Linked DNA regions of Lactuca sativa: region 2 is linked to region 1. A link is a contact called in public Hi-C data. All regions are on one chromosome and are shown on one strand. The core of a region is the stretch at or near the end of the contact, and the rest is flanking DNA. Distances in the headings are between cores, read along the strand shown. Region 1 holds the start of LOC111881223 (succinate--CoA ligase [ADP-forming] subunit beta, mitochondrial). Region 2 holds the start of LOC111881313 (protein NPGR2).

Region 1 (2,911 bases), core at 248-2,747:
ATACCAGCAATCTCTTCAGCCTGTTCTGCTTTGACAATGTGAACTCCACCCTGAAGACCACTTGTGAACTTCCCCAGGCCCCTTCCACCAGCAAGAATTTGGCTCTTCACCACCAACTGGACCAAAAGAAACCAGCGCCAAATGTTTACATGTCAACTAATGAACATTCAAGTACAAAAATGTAGTAGATTACAAACTCTACAACTAACATGAAGAAAGAAATATTAAGAAAACCACAGCCCACATGTTTCAACCATTATGGCTTATTACATCACTTTTTGACATTTAAAAGGAAAAAGCCTTGATCATGTTTTTACTTCTCATATATACCCTTTGAACATCCAAACAAAAATTAAAGAAGAAAAAAAAAAGTTTATGTTTAATTACCTCCTTTTCATTTGGAAAAGTTGTTTGTATAGCCTTTCTGACTTCCTCAACAGAGGAAACAGCAACACCTTTTGGAACATTAATACCAAACTTGCCCATCAATTCAGCTCCCTGATGCAAGAGCTCATGTGAGTAAGTAACTATAGATAAAACATAGCATGTAAAGTTGTGATAACATCTGTAAACTGATGCCATGCTGTGCACTAAGCTAGGAGAACAAATGTAGGTAGACATCCGAGTCTAGAAGAACAGTAGACATCAAAACAAAGCTAATATTACTATGATTCAGTAACTTATAACAGTCCAACTTATGACAAATTTTAGCAGAATTGGAGACAAGAGATTAATACCTACCAAAGGATATATTTTAATTTCTAAGATCAATACTTAATTCTAGGATATCAAAGTCAAAAACATGTATCACTTCGTGTTCTTATTCTTTTCATATCTTTGCTATCTAGCAGATGCCGTGATAACATCATGTAACCAAGTGAACCATAGGCGCATATCTCAATTTCAAAAACAATAGCTAATTCGCGCATATCAAACTCGAAATCCCTACATCTCTTTGTGTTCTTTCTTTATTTTTCTTTCGTCGTACAACAGATGCAGTTATAACAAAATAGGACCGTTGATCACAAATATACATACGCTACGCTAATAAAAACCAAAAGGATATAACTATAAGCGAAGAACGGAGGAACGGTACCTGATATTCGTGGATATTGAGACGGCGGAGCTGCTGTTGTTGCCATTTTCCCGCAACCTTCAGCGATTCAGATGCGAGCTTGTTGACCAATCCTCTCACCATTTTTCTGTTGGTTGAGTTCAACAAGATCTAGTACGGAGAATAAACAGTTATATAGAGAATAGATCGAATCGAGATGATTATAAAACCGAAATCAGAAGCCCTAATATTGAGAAAAGAAAAGAAAAAAGAAAGGAGAAATGAAAGAGGTGAAACGGAGGCGGGGAGACGACTGACCTGTACACCGGAAATAGGAATGGAAACAAAAACAAGCCCTTGTTAACCTTCCGTTAACCGCGTAGAATAAAACGCAACGTTGGCCCTTTTCAATATTCATATCTTCGTTGCTATGTTCTAAATTCTAATTCAACTATTGAAACCGGGTTAATGGTTTCTTACCGTAATAATTTTTTTCTCACGGTTATATTTTTTTTACCTCAAAATTTAATTTGTTTGTTTAAAAATCAAAATAAAATTTTTTGTTTACATCATAGCAAATACATTTGGTCAGGCCGTTTTCCTCTTGTTACCTATCCAACAAACATGGAGGTGCATTATATCGTTGGTGTGATTGTGATTTACCATTGGTGGATCCATGATTTTGATACGTTGAGGGTATATGAAAAAATTATCAAATTATTATTATTTTTTCAGGTTAAAACGATTTTAAATACCGATTACAAAGTTGCATTACCAAAAAAATGTTCAAATTCTAATATAATTGTCATCTTCGACTTGTCATGTCCTCTCGGAAACGATCAACTATAAAATCATTTGTAATTTTTATGAATTCTTCTTTTTCAATGAAAGACATCAAAGAAGCACTCAAAAATCATCATAGATCCGATTTCTCAAATCCAATTTAGCAAATTTCATAATTGAAATACATCTCATATTTGTCATCGTTGTAAAGGCAACACCAATACCAACTTTTCTAGCCAATATACCATGTAATAAGAAATGTGTTTTCTTGTTTCCATCATGACTCAAGAAAAGGTAGGTGATTCCATTGAAATTAAAAAAACGATCATCTTCTTTCATAAACATCATAATGAAAATCAAGTTCTTGTGTAATATTCATTCTTTTCGCCTCCGTAAAATCATGATTTAGTGCGCCGAAATAATAAATTGAGTAACACAAGTTTAAAATCGCCATATGTGTAAATAATTTGGTGTTTATCTTGCAATGATCACAAAACTCTTGCACCTAGAAAAAGAATGGGAACTTTCTTTACTTTTCTCATTCCCCTCTCTTTCCCTCTCAATCATCCAAAAAATGAGTGGAAATAAAACTGAAAAAATAAGTCTTGTCTTTCCCTCCCAAGTCCTTCTCTTTCCTTTCTTAAATAAAACTCGAAAAAATCTTTTTTTTCTTTTCATTTTTTTCTCCTCCTTAAAAAAACTCAAGAACATCTATTTCTTTTCATTTCTTTCCCATCTTCTCCTTAGAAAAATAAATAAAAATAAAAACCTCAAGAACACTCATATCATCTCGTTTGCTCTCATTTTCTTCTTTAAAAAAACATGAGAACATGGTGTTGAAGTTACATATCAATAACTATGGCAAACGTATCAACTTTATAATGATGTTGATTGTTGATGTTTGTTTTTGTCTTTAGTTTATTGCATAATTTTCTAACATATCCATTTTTTTCATGTCTCGTTATATATATATATATATATATATATATATATATATATATATATATATATATATATATATATATATATATATATATATATATATATATATATATATATATATATATATATATA
Region 2 (2,911 bases), core at 212-2,711, 130 kb after region 1:
TATACACAATAAGGTCAAAAAAGACGCTTGCTATCTTGATACTTTTATAATATTAAAATTGTCTTATGAAAAGTGATTATTTTTTGGGAAAATTATTAATCTAACCAAATTCATTAATGGCTTATCACTATTTAGTCAAAAATTAGGATTTGTCCCAAACTAGTCATCGAAACCGTAAGTGGTTAAAATGGTCTACTGTTTCGCCAATTTACCTACTTGTTTTGATTTTTGTATATAAAGATTTTCTTTTTCATTTTTCATTACGAAACCGTAGACGAAAAAATGGTCTACTGTTTCCTCTGAGAAGTCTACTGTTTCCCAAATAGTAGATTAAAAATAATCTATTGTTTCCTCTAAAAAAACTACGGTTTGGGGTTTTTTTTAAATGAAAATAACACTAACTTTTTGACTACTATATCGTATCTACTATATATTAAAAGTAAAATCTCTTTTACAGTAAAAGTTAGTGCTTTTTTCATTAAGAAAAAAAAAAAAAAAAACTTAAAACCGTAGGTTTTGGACAAAACAGTAGATTATTTTTAATCTATTATCTGGGAAACAGTAGACTTCTCAGAGGAAACAGTAAACCATTTTTTCGTCTACGATTTCGTAGTGAAAAATGAAAAAATAATCTTTATATACTAAAATCCAAACAGTAGATAAATGGGCGAAACAGTAGACCATTTTAACCACATACGGTTTCGTGGGCTAGTTTGGGACAAATCCTAATTTTTGGTTAAAAATTGTTAATCACTTCTTTAATTTAGCTAAATTAGTAATTGTCCCTTATTTTTTATGTTTATTTTGATGTAGAATGATACACTAAAAATTATGTTAATATTCTTGTATTAAAATTAGATGTTGGAATAAAATTGTATATACAAGCTAAGCCTATCATACATTTAAGTTTATAAACTCATTAGAGTATGATATTTCTATCAATGTGAGATTTATTTCCACACTCATTTCATTTGCTAATTTTTATTATCAAATACCCAACTTTAATTATATATATCTCATTCACATATATTCCATTTTGGACATACATATATTGTTTTGAAGATTTCATGGAGTAGAGCATAAACCCAATTAGAGTTAATTATATACATATATACTATATATTTATATATGTCTAAAATTAATAAAATTATAAATATTTATATTAAAATTTCCTAACATAGATTACTTCTAACATTATCATTTTCCTTGCGATCAAATGTTAAAAAGAAAAAAAAAATAATAATAGATTAATATCTGTAAATGAGAGTGCATTTAAATCCAGTTGGCAAGATAAGAGCCTAGTGAGACTGACAGTTAACCCCTTAAACTCCATGGGCCTTCCTTATTCTTTTTCAAATTAAATTTGTCCATACTCAAATACCCAATTCCTTTTTTTATTATTTTCTTTCCAACTGCATTTATTTCACACAATAAAATAAACAATAATAAATGAAGATTACAAATATAAACTTCAATCTTACGGTTCAAGATTCTTCGATATCTCCTTGTTTCCAGCTTTAAAAGAATTCTTTCTATACCGGTATACGTTTCTTTAGACCTTCAATTCAATTCATCAACTAAAGCAAAGAAATCTAGTTTCAGTATTTGAATGTAGTTTCTCGATAAAGAAAAAAGAAAAGCGAAGAAAAGCTCCAAGCTTTATTTGATTCTGTTGTGTTGATCAAAAGCCTTTTGAATATAGTTCTGATTGAAACTGAAGATGGGTTCTGATTTTCATGTGCCATGTTTCCTCAATTTCAGTTGCCATAAAGAAAGGTAATCCTGTTCTTTATAAATATAATTTTCCGTTTTCTGAATCAACACCGGGTGTTCTTGTAACTTCAATGTTTTATCAACCATATATTCAGAAATCTGCTTAGGGTTTTGCGGGTTTTTTTTATTAGGGTTTTCAGGGATTGAATTGGGCAGATTTTGTTATCTTCTTGACCGGAAATTGGGAATTTCCAATTGGGTATTTGATTGTTTCAAGATCTTTCCAATTACAAGTCAACTTTAATACTTTTCTGATAATTGATGTTGTTAAACTGCTTATGATTTCACGAAATTATACTTACAAAACACCGAATTTCTTATCTGATTCGAGGGTTATTGATCATTGGTTTTGTGTGGTTAAAGATTTCTCGAGGGTGGAAAGAGAGTATGAGGAATAGTAATCCGATTCCGACTAGAGAGCGAAACCAGAATAGACCAAACCTGAGGTTCAGAAAAGTCGTGCAGTGCCTGTGCTCGTGTAAACGATCAAATAGCCCAAATGAGATGATCCCTTCATCAGAATCGACAGGGACGAAGGACTACTCAATTAGTCTTTATTCTTCTCAAACTGTAGGGGAGAACGATAAGAAACCGGATACAGTTAGTATTGAAGAAGCAGAGTTATCGCTTCGCGAAAGTGGTTCTCTGAATTATGAGGTCCGTTTTCCAATATTTTCCATCAATGCATTAATTAAAAAAGAAAGAAAGAAATACTCATAAATCGTAGTATATTTTTATGCAGGAAGCAAGAGCATTGTTAGGAAGATACGAGTATCAGAAAGGAAACATTGAAGCGGCTCTTCATGTCTTTGAAGGGATAGATATCGCCACCATTACTCCAAAGATTAAAATTAGTCTAGCTATAAGAGCGCAGCCTCGTAAAAAACGTTCTCATAATTACGCAACTCCACCATTATCACCACACGCTCTTAGTCTACTTCTAGAAGCAATTTTCTTAAAGTCAAAATCGTTGCAGATTCTCGGTCGATATAAAGGTATTGATTTAGTTCTTCATATTTTTCACGGGATACAGTGAAAAACTTCGTGATTCGTGTCGATTCTTAAATCTTACGTCTCCCTTTTCTTTTTCTTTTTTGTTTTTTTTTTCAGAAGCTGCTCGATCATGCAAAGTTATACT

The links. A called contact is a pair of places that touch in the nucleus more often than the background predicts.
Region 2: a contact with region 1 is called in a Hi-C map of leaf, with 3 times the contacts expected there. The contact joins the promoter of LOC111881313 here to the promoter of LOC111881223 in region 1. A contact is called at or near these places in 2 of 4 Hi-C or Micro-C datasets (both in leaf).

The regions. Positions count from the first base shown.
Region 1 is chr9:12,577,704-12,580,614 of Lsat_Salinas_v11, forward strand. It overlaps LOC111881223 (succinate--CoA ligase [ADP-forming] subunit beta, mitochondrial), which reads right to left and starts at 1,498. Exons shown (of 14, transcript XM_052767322.1): 1 at 1,373-1,498; 2 at 1,097-1,225; 3 at 388-498; 4 at 5-116. The coding sequence starts at 1,198.
Region 2 is chr9:12,705,775-12,708,685 of Lsat_Salinas_v11, forward strand. LOC111881313 (protein NPGR2) reads left to right here and starts at 1,462. Exons shown (of 6, transcript XM_023877726.3): 1 at 1,462-1,776; 2 at 2,137-2,430; 3 at 2,516-2,768; 4 at 2,884-2,911. The coding sequence starts at 2,161.